Regions from separate parts of the Mus musculus genome. Here region 2 is linked to region 1. The links are chromatin contacts, called in public Hi-C maps. All regions are on one chromosome and are shown on one strand. Each heading gives the region's core, a stretch centred on a gene start, on an enhancer-like site or on the middle of the called end of the contact. The rest is flanking DNA. Distances are from core to core; before and after follow the strand shown. Region 1 holds the start of Ep400 (E1A binding protein p400). Region 2 holds the start of Sart3 (squamous cell carcinoma antigen recognized by T cells 3).

Evidence for each region. Hi-C and Micro-C count contacts between places; a contact is called where the count stands out from the background.
Region 2: a contact with region 1 is called in a Hi-C map of CD4 T cells, with 7 times the contacts expected there. The contact joins the promoter of Sart3 here to the promoter of Ep400 in region 1.

Annotation. Positions count from the first base shown.
Region 1 is chr5:110,767,096-110,774,596 of GRCm38.p6, reverse strand. Ep400 (E1A binding protein p400) reads left to right here and starts at 3,880. Exons shown (of 52, transcript NM_029337.2): 1 at 3,880-4,105. Gm15559 (predicted gene 15559) reads right to left here and starts at 3,648. Exons shown (of 2, transcript NR_152254.1): 1 at 3,335-3,648. It overlaps Pus1 (pseudouridine synthase 1), which reads left to right. Exons shown (of 6, transcript NM_019700.4): 5 at 1-75; 6 at 618-930. The coding sequence ends at 665.
Region 2 is chr5:113,770,829-113,778,678 of GRCm38.p6, reverse strand. It overlaps Sart3 (squamous cell carcinoma antigen recognized by T cells 3), which reads left to right and starts at 6,279. Exons shown (of 19, transcript NM_016926.2): 1 at 6,279-7,358. The coding sequence starts at 7,044. Iscu (iron-sulfur cluster assembly enzyme) reads right to left here and starts at 5,878. Exons shown (of 5, transcript NM_025526.5): 1 at 5,735-5,878; 2 at 4,303-4,416; 3 at 3,351-3,461; 4 at 1,830-1,908; 5 at 391-846. The coding sequence starts at 5,851. The coding sequence ends at 761.

The DNA of each region.
Region 1 (7,501 bases), core at 2,631-5,130:
GCCCAGTGGCTCAATACTTTGCCGATCCACAACTTCAGTGGCACTGCACTTGGAGCGGCTGACACAGGTGCCAAGGTAGGAAGGACTTTGGTCTCGAGTGTTCACGGTGTGCATATGCGCACATATTAGCTGGGTAGGAGCTGAGTCGCAGAGAATCCCCAAAGCCATACAGTCCCTGGAGGGGTGGGCTACCTCCTGCTCCTACCCCACCCCTAGGCAAGGTTTACTCATGGGCTGGCATGGGGCTTCCAGCTGCTGAGCAGTGTATCTGGTTACCTCTAAAGGCATAGGCTGCTTGGGCCTGCTTGGTCAGCTTCAGTCTGTTCCTATTCCTCTAGTAGAGTACTTTTTTTTTTTTTCCCAAGATAGGTTTTCTCTGTGTAGCCCTGGCTGTCCTGGAACTCACTTTGTAGACCAGGCTGGCCTCGAACTCAGAAATCCTCCTGCCCCTGCCTCCCAAGTGCTGGGATTAAAGGAGTGTGCCCCACCAGTGCTTTTGCTCAGCAACAAGCACTTGGCACTGTACCCAGGATTCCTTCATTTTTCCCAAGGCCCACACATGGGAGTGCTTCCAGGTTAGGTCTCATGGTCCTTTTCCTGTTTGCCCTTTCCTACAGGTCCCCAGTTCCCTGGAGGGCAGTGAAGGGGATGGAGACACTGACTGAAACTGTAGATCCTGCCACTGCTGTGTGTGCTGAGGCTGGAATCTCTGCACCTGCCTGTCACTCAGGACGGGGGGGAGCCAAGAATTCGGGGGCTGGCTTGTGGATGTAGCCTGGCTTCATAACCTCAGGATATTAAATTCTCATCCCAGGAATCAGCTGCCGACTTTAGCCCATGCATCGTGTGTATACACCTTAGCATGAAAGGGCACTTTTTAAAAAAAGTGATTTTTTTTTTCCTATTAAATATGTTTTGCTTAGTGAATTATTCTTTGCCTATTTTCCTTTTCTGGCTGTGAGATGAGTGCAACACTGCTGTGTTCGGGATAGCTGAGGGGTAGGCACAGAAGGTCAGCACGGGGTGTGGTTGGCTGGGCAGGCAGTAGATGTAGCCACTAGCAGTCTGCTCCCGGCTGCTGCTGATACTCTCTTCCTTCCATCCGGACCTGTCCTTTGAGACCATCCCGGTTTTCTCTGAAGTGGCTACACTGGTGATTTCATGCTGCCTATTCTTGGGAGACCTCAAGGGGGACCGTGCGTCAGCAGCCCCCACCTTTATGCCCTAGTATTCTTCACCTCCTTCTGGGTCTCCTTTTTTTTTTTTTTTTTTTTTTTTGGTTTTTCGAGACAGGGTTTCTCTGTATGGCCCTGGCTGTCCTGGAACTTACTTTGTAGGCCAGGCTGGCCTCGAACTTAGAAATCCGCCTGCCTCTGCCTCCCGAGTGCTGGGATTAAAGGCGTGCGCCACCACGCCCGGCACTGGGTCTCCTTTCTTATGTGCTAACCATGTATCCCTCATCCCTGGACAGCCACGGCCACTTACTCAGCACTAGGTTTGGAATGCCCTTTCAGTCCACAGTGTACTCCTCCCAGACCTCTCTCGCCTTTTATGGGTGAAGGCATTCTCAGATCTCTAGCATAGTCAGTGTTATGGGGCCCTTAGACCTACACAGATGGCTTCATCCCATGACCTGCATTTTTGGTTTGTTCGGAATGGCGAGCAAGCAGTTTTAGAGGAGTAACAGCTCCGTGAGGCAGGGAGGGGTCATGTCCTCAAAATGGGTATTCCTTTTTTTTTTTTTTTTTTGCAGAGAAGTTGGGTTTGCTTTCCAGCAGCAATATAGTGGCTCCATACAATCTGTAACTCCAGTTCCAGATGATCCAACAGGCTGCATTCAGGCAGGCAAAACACTTATAGACAATTTATTTTGGCGGTTAGTGGGATGGCTTAGCAGTTACAAGTGCCTGCTGGTCTTACAGAGGGCCCAAGTTCAGTTCTCAACACCCGTGCTGTGCAGGTTATACCCACCTATAATTCTAGCTCTAGAGGACTCAGCCCTCTTTTCTGGCCTCTGAGGACACTCGTTCATGTATGCATATCCCACACTTAGACACACGTGCACACTCCTAATTAAACAAATAAAATCTTTTTTAAAAAAGTATGTGTGTGAGTGTGTGTACATGTAAGCTCCCTAATGTGGGTGCTAGGAACCTCATTTTTTTTTTTTGCAAAAGCAGCAGTGCTCAGAAACCCTTGTAAGTTTCTAAAAATTATAATGTGTGTGTGTGTTTGTGTGTATGTCATGTGTATGTGTGTGTGTCATGTGTATATGTGAATGCCTGTGGAAGCCAGAAGAGGTTGTCAGATCTGGAGCTAATTACAAATGGTTGTGAACCACCTGATGTGGGTTCCGAGAACTGAATTCAGGTCCTCTCATGGCTAAGCCAACTTTCCAGTTATCCTGGACTTTTTTTTTTTTTTTTAAAGATTTGTTTATTTCATGTATATGAGTACACTGTAGCTATCTTCAGACACACCAGAAGAGCATTGGGTCACATTACAGATGGTTGTGAGCCACCCTGTGGTTGCTGGGAATTAAACTCAGGACCTCTGGAGGAGCAGTCCGTGCTCTTAACTGCTGATCCATTTCACCAACCCCTATCTTGAGCTTTTAAAAAGATCCTTTATTTTAGAGTTTCATGCATGTATGTTTTGGTCATATCCACCTTCTCTTCATTTCCCCTTATTCCCTACAACTTCCACTGGCTCCTTCCTAACACATTTCCCTCCTGTTTTTTATTTTGAGATGGGGTCTCATGTATTCCAGGACAGCCTCAAACATGATGAATGGATGAAGCCAGCATGAACCCCAGATCTTGCTGCTTCAGCCTCAAGTTCTGGGATTATAGCAGTGGTTCTCAAACATTCTGATGCTGTGACTCTTTAATACAGCTCCTTATGTTGTGGTGACCCCCAACCATATTTCATTGGTACTTCATAACTGTAATTTTGCTACTGCTATAAGTTGTAATGGAAATAAATATCTGACATGCCGGATATCTTATATGTGACCCATAGGCTGAGATCCACTGAATTACAAGCTTGTGCCACGAAGCTCAGTTAATTTCTTCCTTTTTTTTATAGTGTTTTTAAAATTATAATCTTTTGTTGGGCAGTGGTGGTGCATGCCTTTATTTAATCCCAGCATTTGGGAGGCAGAGGCAGGTGGATTTCTGAGTTTGAGGCCAGCCTGGTCTGCAGAGTGAGTTCCAGGACAGCTAGGGCTGCACCGAGAAACCCTGTCTCAAAACAAAACAAAACAACAAAACAAAACAACAACAACAAAAAATATATATATAAAATCTTTTTCAAACTCGTACTACAATCTTACCTCCTCTTGGGTCGTGGTTTCTTTTGCATTTCTGTGATGTCTAATGATGCTGGATGTATTTTCAGACTTCTGCTCACTGCGCCTCAGGCGCCTTTTTGTTCATAGGGCTAGTCCCCTATTTCCCACGGAGGCGGAGCACACCCAGAGGATGCGATCAGGTCCGCTCGAGCTTTCCTAAACAGCCTCCCCCGCTGGAGCGAGTCGCCAGGTGGCGTAACTGAGTGAAACTCGGGGTCCGCCCCCAACTGACGAGGCCACGCCCCTTCCCGAGTCTACCGGAACTTCCCCGAGGCCTGAGGCTCCGCCTTGTACCCATGAGGCCACGCCCCAGCCCGCGTGCACCGCCTCAGCCCCCCCAGCCCTTCCCTGCGCGTGCGCCGACTCCCCTCGTCCTGTCCGAAGCGGTCCCGCCTCGTACGGATGAGGCCTTTCGGAGGCGGCCCTGAGGTGGCTCTCCGCTCTCCAAACTCCGCCCAACGCACCTCCTGCATACAGCTCCGCCCCTAACCGCCTGCTTAAGAAGCCGCTTCGGTCCTGCCTCCGCCGTCAGCAGCGCCTCAGCTTCAGGCGACCCCGCGCGGCTGCGAGCGGCCCTACAGGATAGGTACCGTTAGTCCCTCGCCGCGCGCCGTAGCACCGGCGCTGCTACTTCCTGTGCCCGTGGACCCGGATGTGCCGAGCGGCTGCGGCGCGCTCGAGCCTCCCGGCTGTCCTGACGCGGCGGAGCGCGGCTTTTGCTCGCGGTGCAAGCGAACGGGATAGCGTCAGCGGGTGAGAGGCGGGACGGTGGGTGGTAGGCGGCAACGGCGGCGTGCCGAGCGGTTGTGTTTAGCGGTGCTGCTGCTGCTGGCGTCGCGGCGGGCCCAGGCCGCGGCGGCGCTTTGTCGTGGGCGGGCGGGGCCGAGGGGCCGGGCGGCGCTGAGAGGGGACCGGTCGGTGGCTCGGCGCGTGGTCCGGCCTCAGCAAGGCCCTTCTCTGGTCAGCGCTCTCGAGTGCGCCGTTCTTTCTGGGCAGGCGCGCGGCCGTTTCCGAGCGCTCGGGAAGGCGGGGCTCTTAACGCCCGCGGCACCGTTGGTCCGCGGCGCGCGGGGCTTCCTTTCGCGACGTAGAGCCTTGAGCGGAGACAGAGCGGGAAGGACGCCGGGGATCTGGCAGAGCTCCCCGGGCCGGGGCTCGGAGGTGTACCATCAGCCGCCGAGCCGCTGTCTCCGCAGGTCTGTCCCTAGGTCCAGTATCCTGGAGCACCGCGACTTGGAATTGGGGGTTGCGCTCATCCCTGGCACTTGTCACTTGTGCTCTCGATTATACGTGTGGCAAAAACGGTCCTTGTTTTGTTTCGGTTTTGGTTTTGTTTCGCTTTTCCATTTTAAGTCAGGGTCTTACCCTGGAGCCTTGGCTGGCCTTTTAACTCGCCATTTAGACCAGGCTGGCCTTGAGCTCACGAAGATCCGCGATTCTTGTACCTGGGTGTGTGTGTGTGTGTGTGTGTGTGTGTGTGTGTGTGAGAGAGAGAGAGAGAGAAAATGAATGAATGAATATGAATTATACAATTTGGATGGCCACAAGGCAAACCACATGTTAACTTTAAATCTTCTTTTTACGTATTTAGGTTTTCTGAGACAAAAAGTCTCATGGAAGTCCGAATCAGCCTGGACTAGACTCATTAAGTAGTCCAAGCTGGTCTGTAATTCTTAGCAATCCAGATGCCTCCACCTTGATACTGGGTTTGCAGGTGTGAGACATCATGCCTGGCTGTTTTTATTTACTTGCCATTGAGAGGAATCTTTGTGTCCCAGGCTGGCCTCAGATCCTGGCCTCAGGTTATCTTCCTACCTCAGTCTCTTGCGTATCTGGGAGTGCTGGTTCCTGCTGCAGTGCCCAGCCCCCTCTAACCCCCTTAATTTATTTATATATTTTAAAAAACCCAAAAAAACAAAAAACACATGGTCTCACTGAGTAGTTCTGGCTGTCCTGAAACAGGCTGACCTCGAACTCAAAAGAGATCTACCTGCCTCTGCCACCTGAGTACTAAAGGATTGAAGGTCTACTCCACATCTTCCTCCCCACCAAATGTTTAAAATCTCAAGATAGCCTAATATCGAAAGTGTCATTATTTCCTTTTATTGTATTCTTCTAACTTTAAAAAAACGTTTGGCATTATCTAATGAAACTGTTTTAAGTTGTGTAGGTACCATGATCATCCAACAGTACAATAACTGCCTCATAATGTTGTTGATACTGTTGTCCCTGTGAGGCATTTACTGGTGTTTTGGCTTCTGTGTTGGGTTGCTCTTTGTGGCCCACTCAAGGTCATAACATAGCATTCCTCAGAATGGCTGTCTGTTGTTTTCTGGCCACCTTATTTACAACTACATAGTAACCTTTCCTTGGGTTAATCTTCCCCTCCAGTTAACTCTTTCAGCTCTCAGCTGCCTTGTATTCCTGGGTGGGAGGGAATTTTTTGTGTGCTCTCAGTCACCATTTCCTCCATTTTCTGTAGCATCTTTACTTAGCCTTTTGGTCATCGCCTCTCCAGTGATTAGGCGCCCCTGTTTCTGAAGGCTTTGTTCTGGCTGTCCATAAAATTAAAAAAAAAAATGTGTGTGTGTGTGTGTGTGTATGTGTATGTGTGTGTGTGATGTGTTTGTATATGTTTATATTCTGTGTGTGTATGTCTCTGTCTGCCTTGTGTGCCTGACGAGACAGGAGGGTGTCTGATCTTCTGGTGGTTATGAGCTACCCAGCATGGGTGTTGGGATTCAAACTCAGATCCTCTTGAAGAGCACATATGCTCTTGACTCCTGGGCTGTTTCTTCAACCCTGTTTTTTTTTTTTATTTTGTGTGTATAGGTGTTTTGCCTACATGTATATCTCTGTGCCACTTGGGTGCCTGATGCCCACAGAGGCCAGAAGAGGGAATCAGATACCCTGGAACTGGAGTTACAGAGGATTGTAAGTCACCATGTTGGTGGTGGGAATTAAACCCATGCCTTCTAGACGAGCAGGCAGTGCTCTTAACTGCTGAGCCATCTTTTTATTAGCCCCTGTCCATGAGTTTCTTGAGGCTGTTAGCAAACAAGTAGAAGCATTATCTTTTTTATTTGTATTTATTTATTTTTTTGGTTGGTGAGCCATAGGTGGCCTTGAACTATGTAGACCTATCCTCAACTTGAACCTGTGATCCTCTTGCCTCTGCCTTCTGAGTACTTCCATTATAGACAGGTATGTGCTGCCCTACTTGGCTGAACGCTTCATTTTTGATATGTTTAATTTTTGTTAATGTGTGTGGAACTGGGGATCAAATTCAAGTTCCTCCACATGCAAAGCAAGCACTTAACCACTGAGTTATCCATACCCCTTATTCTTAAACATTTGATGTTTTAACACCCTTAGTAAAGGGTGTTAGTTTTTGGTGTCTTTCAAATGAATTATTTGGGTATGGAAAGTGTTCTTGAACGTGGGTCTCAGGTTGAAGGAAGAATTTTGAAATGTGAGGGTTCTTTGTCGGGGAGGAGGAGAGAAGCTAGACCTCAGTGATTGGGTGATAGAAGACCTTTTAGTGTAGCTGCCACTGTTCTGCTTTGGAGGTTGAGCCCCAGTTGGGTTCTGGCTCTCATTGAGTTGTCTTTTATATAAGATGGAGACCAGTTAAGCAATACTGGCCATAGCAAGTGCTAACCCCAAAACCTGCTCTGTGTGGTGGGCCAGTGGGAGTTGTGATAAAACAGTTCACTGGTCAGGTAAGCCTTTCCCTTCATGATTTTCTGTGGCCATTTCTCTAAGTACCAATTCCACATGTTCTGGCTTTCAGGGAGTGTGTGTGTGTGTGTGTCTTGTAGAGGTTGAACTAAAATTAGAATTTATCAGGACACTGTGGTCCATGCTTGGGAAGCAGAAACAGGTTCATCTCTATGAGTTTGAGGCTAGCCAGGTGCTACATAGTGAAGTCATGTCTTGAAGGAAATATATAAAAATAAAGTTAGAATTTAAACTGAGTTAAATGGATTACTGGGGCATGTAAATTAAAATCATAGTTAGATGTTATCTCATCCCAGTTAAACTGACAGTTAACAAAAGACAGTAACATGTTGGCGAGCCTGTGATATATAGTTGGAATGTAAATTAATAGTGCTAAAGTGGATCCAGAATGGGAGAAACCAAAAATAC
Region 2 (7,850 bases), core at 5,030-7,529, 3.0 Mb before region 1:
ATTAGCCTCTTCAGTTGGTTTCAGTTCACTGTCCACCACACAGAGCCTGGGTGGCCTCTGGAGGCTAGAACTGTCTGTCAAGAGTGAGGCTGGAGCCTGGGGTCTAGAGTCCAACGGTGTAATCCCGAAGCTGTTCCTGCTTGGCCCACGGGGTTGACTCGGGCAGTTTCTGGGGTTACTTTCTGCCTTTCACTGACCAGTGGATTACTGCAGGGACCCTCAACGTCCTTGTGAATTGACCACACTTCCCAGAGGGGAGAGATCCTGCATCTCTTCCAGCCTTTTGAAAGCAGCTAAGTGGCCATCGCTGTCACCCACCACAGTCTGGCCTTTGAGAACCCCGAGGCGCTCTGGCTGCACTAGGGGTGTGTGAGGGAGTCGAGAATCAGGTTCAGTACAGAAAACCATTGTCTCACATTTTTATTATAATATATATATGCAGATCTGCTAAATACTCAGTAATAGATCCTATCAGATAGCCAGCATAAGGCGCTCTGCTGGCAATCTACCTCAGGTCAGGTACAAGTCCTTGTCACTCTCCAGAGCTTAAGACTTCGGTGCTGATTTCAGTCCCAGGCCACAAACTAAATCAAGACACTAACTGCACTAAGGACACACGTGAGCTGAAAGGAACACGGGATCAGGTGTAATCAACGGCACATTTTGTGCAAGTGGTGAATAGTGTGCGTTTTGCGTAGCTTCTTTGATGTGCAGGGTGGCAGGAAGCAGCTGCTGTGACTGGCTGGAGTGTCTCCAGGGCTCACTGCTTCTCTGGCTCCTCCTTCTTGGACTCTTGCTTCAGTTTGTAGTCAGCCAGGGCGGCCTTGATGGCGTCTTCTGCCAGCACTGGAAGGCATGGGAAGGTAGACAGCTTCAATGTCTGACACCAGAGGCATGGTCTTTATTACATCTTATACACTTACACACATACAGCATTGTATATTTGTATGTCGGTATAAATACCTATCTATTTAGAATACGTATGCTTGTGCTTGTATGTGAGTGGCTGAATGTGCTTGGGCATGCGTGGTGGTCACAGGACAACTTTGGGGAATGGGTTTAGAAGTTCTTTTTTTTTTTTTAATAAGATTTATTTATTTTTATTATATGTAAGTACACTGTAGCTGTCTTCAGACACTCCAGTAGAGAGAGTCAGATCTCATTATGGATGGTTGTGAGCCACCATGTGGTTGCTGGGATTTGAACTCCGGACCTTTGGAAGAGCAGTTGGGTGCTCTTACCCACTGAGCCATCTCACCAGACCCCGGGTTTAGAAGTTCTAACTCAGGCTTGGTGGCAAGTTGTTACTTGGGCCATCTCCCTGGCCTGAGAGGCGGGCTTAAGGAAGAGAACCTTTTTAAGTTGGTGGGTACTAGAGTCAGGAAGATTCAAGAGTGTGCTACTTGCACACCTTTCTGGCTGGAACAGTGAGGGTATTGCAGAGAGTGCTTGTCACCTGGCAGCAGTCTGCATGCCTCCTGCTGCAGCCCCACACTGGAAGGCTAGTACTGAGAGGATACCGAGGGTGAGGCTATGGGCGAAGCAGAAGCCGAGAGCTGGAAGGGGGCAGAAAGCTGAGCATGTCAGGGTGACGTCTTACTTCTGCTTTCTGGAAGAGGCTTAGCAGTGTGGGAAGGCTCTCGTGGGGCAGTGTGGTAGGTAGTGCACTGTGGCCTCAGGCACTGCAGACACACTCAGAGACAGCAAAGGCAGACTGGGGAAGCGCAGGGTGGGGGAAGAGCTGCCTGTCTCAGCTGCCCGGCCACCGTGGGGTGGGAACAGCAGACTCTGAACAGATCCAAGCTGCCTGGCAGGTGGGGCAGACTCACTGGAGCAGTGCAGTTTCACAGGCGGCAGGCAGAGCTCCTTGGCGATGTCGGTGTTTTTGATGGTCAGGGCTTCCTCCACCTGAAGTGTGGCGGGGTAAAGTACAGTTTCAGTGAACTTGACCTTGCTGAGCGTGGGCAGAACACACCTCAGGATAGGCTGTCTGAGGGAACTCCTGCTACATAATTAATTCAACACAATTCCTGGGCAGGGCTGCCACTGTGTACCAAGGGATCTCTAGTCGGGGACACAACCCGGGCTTCCTGGCTGTGTAAGCAGGAACAAGAATGCTCACTGCCCACTGAAGGCAGGCATCGCCTAGGCTGCTGGGCAGCATCTGCCTGAGGATGCCTGGGGGTCTGAGACCTCTGATGGATGAAGAGGCAGAGGCATGCTTATGCATTAAGGAAAGCCGGTCTCCCTCAGACAAGAGGCCTCAAGGTCAGAGAAAGGGTCTTCCTACTGTCTGACCGTAGTTCAGAGCCCTGAAATACCAGGAGCATGTGCCCAGTCTCACTTCCCCTTTCTCCAAGGCTAGTTCTTAACCAACTTCCTTCGAGCCATTTTCCCCCAGAGCAAGCAGGTGTGGGTCTCCCTGGCCCCCAGGAGCTCAACGGCCAGAACGCCTGGATCCTGTGGAGCAGGTGGCTCTGTTAGAGCTGGCTGGCGTTGTGAGCATCCAGGACTGGGCCCCGTGAAGGTCCACACTGTTCTAAGACAGGGTCTCATGCAGTCTGGGGTGGTCTTTCAATTGCTAAGTAGCTGAGGGAGACCATCACACCCCAAGCCTCCTGTCCCTTCCTTGTCTGAGCTGGGATTACAGGCTTGTGTGCCCTGTGCCACCATGCCATGTTAGCGTGGGTGGTTTCATAGCTGCTGGATCTCAGCAGTTTCAGCTCTTAAAGATTTTGATTTCTAAGCCTCCCTCGGACGCGGCTGTCTCTGCCTTCCTGTGCATGCCCGTCTGGACTCCTACTTGAAGCAGGAGATGGGACAAAACTGTGAATGCCGCACAGCAGCTCTCAGGGGACCTTGGTGACCTCAGGGACATCAGGGAGAGCCCAAGACTGCCTTTCAGTTCTGTGGCTGGGCGGCCTGGTGCTGATCCTCATCTACGGAACTGACAACCAGTGACAGCAGCGACTGACACGTTGCCTTAAGCAACAAGATGGCCTTGAACTCCCAGCGTGAGGAATGTAACCAGGGCTTAAAAAACTGGCTTTTTTCTTTTCTTTTCTTTTCTTTTCTTTTTTTTTTTTTTTTTTTGAGTTCCTGCTGGGTGTCCCAGGCAGGCTTTGAAGTCACCATCTTTATCTTCCTGCTTCTTGCTTTGCTGCGACTCATGAGTAGACTCTCCCAGAGCCAGGGTCACAGGGAGTTCTGATTTAATTCCATGTTTTTTGTTGAGACAGGTCTCCTTACGTATCCCGTGCTGGCCTAGAACTCACAGAGCTCCTTCTGCCTCTGTTGGGCTTTACTGCTCCGGGATTAAATAGCTTTATGACACTTGTGAGTGGTCTTACCGTTTTCCCCTTTACCCACTCTGTGGCTAAGGAGCTGGAGGCAATGGCGGAGCCGCAGCCAAATGTTTTGAATCTGGCGTCCACAATCTTCCCCTTTTCATCCACCTGGATCTAGAAAGGAAACAGAAGCTAAGCGGCCACAGCTGGACCTGTCCTTGAGAGCTGGGACCTTCTGGAGGTCCACAGTGTGTGTTCCACATGAGCCCTGGCTAGTGTCCACTCCAGATGCTGTGACATTGGTCACCGTGATTTGTTTCACAGAGCTTGGTGACAGAGAGTGAAACTTGGGGTCCACACAGGTCCAGCTGGCACAAAGGTAGGGAAATGGTGCCCCTCACCCCACTTGGTTGTTTTCAGCCCTAGCCCGCTGTATGTGAACTCCTGTTTTGCAGAGATCTGTTTACAGCTGCTGCCCCTGTTAGCACCTCAGGCGCAGAGAGAGAGAGAGAGAGAGAGAGAGAGAGAGACAGAGAGACAGAGACAGAGAGACAGAAAGAGACAGAGAGAGATTACCTGCAACCATGGCTCCATCAGTACCTTTCTCTGGGGCACCAACTATAATTAGCGGCTCTTTCCTGCTTGCCATGAAGGAGGCTGAGCTAAAGCTATGGCTGACTGAAGCACAGCCTGCCACCTCCCTCTGCCCCGCTTCCTTTTCCTGGAGAGGTTTGGTTAACACAATATTCCTTTTCTCACTGAAAGCGCTAGCTCCTGGTGGCCTTCACTTGGTCAGAACAGTCACAGAGTCTTTCGATTGCTCGGTGAGAGCAGGATCTACACTGATCAGTGAGGTGGAAGATAAGGTCATCTGTTTCAGAACGAGACCCGAGTCTCTACCCTCATCATCCATGTCAGCCACTGATCCCTCCTCACAGGAATACACAGACAGGACAAAAATGCTTTGTGAGGTCTTGTTGGGGTGCAGGTAGTAATCCTTTCACCCAGTCAGTACCTGCAGTTTCATGACGTCACCACATGCCGGAGCCCCCACCAATCCGGTTCCAACATTTTTAGATGTCTTGTCAAGGGATCCCACGTTCCGAGGGTTTTCATAATGATCCACAACCTGAAATGGCAGATCAACAGAAATCGCTACGGTCTTTACTCTCTCTCTCAGATCAGCAATCTGTATGGGACAGAGGTGGGAGACCCATGTGTGACCCAAACTCTTTCTATCTCCTCCCCAACGACCTTTGTATCGAAGATACTGTCCAAGAAACCGGTGAAAACTCAGACACATCTTCCTTTCAGGGGGCTGTCAACCAGAAGTAATCCCCTGACTCACACACTGTACCAGATCTGGGCTCAAAGCACAACTTCTCTTTTTTACCAAACACAATACACAAAGAGAAGTATGCACTTACAAAAAATCCCGAGAATAAAAACAGCCCCAAATGGAAGAGTTCCCCAGAAGTTTCAAGGTCAGAGATGAGCTGGAGGTTGGGGAACGAACGAGTCATTGGTGGCTGTAAACATAAACACAGCGCTACCCTGTGGCAGGAGCGCCCCCTGGTGCCTTAAGGCTGCCAGCCCGTCAAGGTCCTGCAGCTATAATGTCAACAAAACAACCTTCCCTTTGGGGTAGAAGGCCTTGGGCAAGAGCACCCAAGCCAGAACAGAACAAGCAGCTGTTAAAGTCAGGGACACACTAAGATTTAATAACCGAGCTTTCTCCCGCTAGTTACCAGGAGGCACCCTCATCTGCAGATTGAGTCTAAGCCCTGAGCCCCCATAACGCATCATCTAATCAAGGACTTTGGGGGGGGGGGGAGGGAGTGTCTTGTACATCTGCGGTAGCCTTGTTTTTCGGAGTGAGTCTCCTGTCAAGAGGATTTTAACGTCCCTAAAAGCGTGGGGGCCCGCAAACTACTCTTCTTCTATACTTTCTGCTCCCTACCAATAAACACACAACTGAGAACCGAAGTTTTAATGTTGGGCTAGGTGCTTGGCTGAGCTCGAGGCCATCGGCTCCTAAAAGAGTAAATAAATCGCCATCAGTGGTTTCCCTTGGTTGGACCGAGCGCTCCACGTACGGGGACTTCAGAAGACTCCTGTCAGGTCTGAGAGAAAGGATGGGAGGGGACCAGTGACTTGATCAAGGCCATCTGGCCAGGGCAATGGCTTAGCTGGGGAGGACGCTGGTGCTGTCGAGTGTGCTCAAGCATGCGTGTGTGTGTGTGTGTGTGTGTGTGTGTGTGTGCGTGCTGCCCCTTGACCCCCGGCACGACATACCCGGACCCTCCCTTCTGGGCTGTCAGCCTTGGGACACTCGGAGTGACGGCCGCGGCGGGGCAGAGGCGGCCGCGGGGCTCCTCGGTGCTGGTGATCTGCGCAACGGCGGCAGGTCCCCTCGATGGTTCGCGCACCCCCTCGCCCGCCCATACCTTCTTGTGGTAGAGCCTGGCCGGAGCCGACAGCTCCCGGGCGGGCAGGCGCGGGCTCCGCAGCAGCAGCGCCGACGCCGCCCGCCTCAGACGGCCAGCTCCCGTGGCCGCCGCCATCCTGCCGGCTTGAGCTGCGTCGACCTCGGCGACGCCGGAGGGATGGCGCGCCCGTTCGACGTCACCGCAGCTCGGCGCTTGCGCTGGCGTCTCGGCCCGGCTACGCCCCCTCTGACCGCGCCCTCGGAAGGGGCGTGGCCAGGCGCAGAGCGGGAAGGTCCGAAGCGGCGTGCAAGGTTGTCTGGTGCTGCGATGGGCGTGGGGATGCTCGGTTTCAGGCGTGTTTATGATTCGATCATGCATACGTCCCTGGTAGACTTTTGTTCAGGCTGTGGAGTTCCTTTTCTTTCTTTCTCTCTCTCTTTCTTCCTTTTTTTTTTTTTTTTTTTTTTTTACTAATTCCGAGGTAGCCGTTTCACCCATGGAGCAAATGCATATTAAGTGTACTCTAGGTGTCACTAAAAAAAAAAAAAAAAAAAAAATCCTGGGAGCAAAACGGACGCGATTTCTGGCTCGTTAACCTTGTTGATGAAGGGGAAAGGCAGTGCAGAGGGAAACAGCAACGCTTTTCCGACCTCGAGAACGAGGGGTATAAGAGAAACGAACCCCATCCCTCGACACCTACGTTTGTTTTACCGCCATGCACATCATTCCGAATCAATACTTATTGTAATGTATTATCATTGACTATAAAAATCCACAAAAGCGACTCGTTTAACACAACTACGAGGTACTAGGTGTTACAAAGGGGAGGGAGCTTTATTCGAGAGATGAGACTTTTCCCATGAGATGGTGCATCCGATCGCGGAGGAACTGCAATCTTGTCCGCACTTGAGGGTCGGTTGCCGGGAAACAACCACGCACCGGAGCCGGCCGAGCCTTACAGAAGGTCTTTAGTCCAAAGCGACGACTTTGACCTTCCTAAGATGGCGCCTCGACCTTAACTACGGACATCACGCACGCACCACTTCAGCTGTGGCTGCCACTTCCGGCCCAAAGACCCGACAGCTGTCCACGGTTGTAGCCGGACGCAGGTTATGCTCGTGAGCCTTTTCTTCTGACGGTGGCGTCTGGAGGCGCTAAAGGATAGCATCAGCGGTGGATTCTCCACAGCTTCCTGCTCCCTGAGGCCGTCCGCGACGCTCCCGCTGGTGGCCGAGCGGAGTTTTGATCAGGCAGACGCCGCGGACAGCCCGATGCTCGCCGGGCTTCGGCGGGCGAGGGAAGACCCGAGAGTCGCGGGCTGCGCAAGATGGCGACGACGGCCGCATCTTCGGCGTCCGAGCCGGAGGTTGAGCCCCAGGCCGGGCCTGAGGCCGAGGGAGAAGAGGATGAGGCGAAGCCGGCCGGTGTGCAGCGGAAGGTGCTGTCCGGCGCTGTGGCCGCGGAGGCGGCGGAGGCCAAGGGCCCCGGATGGGACCTGCAGCGGGAAGGCGCGAGCGGGAGCGATGGGGATGAGGAGGACGCCATGGCTTCCTCCGCCGAGAGCTCCGCCGGGGAGGACGAGTGGGAGTACGACGAGGAGGAGGAGAAGAACCAGCTGGAGATCGAGCGGCTGGAGGAGCAGGTTGGCCGGCCTGGGTGGCGGCGGCGGGCTCCCTTCCTCCCTTCGGGTCCCCAGGCCCGGCCCGCCCCCTCGGTCCTCCGTGGTTATGGAGACCGCTGAGGTCGCCGGGACGCCGTGAGCCACCGTGAGTCCCCGCGTCCCCGGCTCAGTGCGCGCCCAGGGCGTCCCTAAAGTATTCCATTGAATAGTGTTTAATCCGGTTTCCCCGGGAAACTGAGGCTCGTTGAGGGGGCTCCTGCACAAGGTGCCACCGCACCTGAGAGTGTTTATCTTTTTAAGCTTTTACTCTCTCTTTTTTTTCTTCTTATTTTAAACTTGTGCTTGTATGCCTGCGTGGACACGGTTGTCTTTTAACCATGTGTGTTCCGGGGATTGAACTCTTGGTCATCAGGTGTGGCGGCGGAGCCATCTCTCCAGCCCCGGACTGTCACTCTTTTTTTTTTTTTTTTCCGAGACAGGGTTTCTCTGTGTAGCCCTGGAACTCACTTTGTA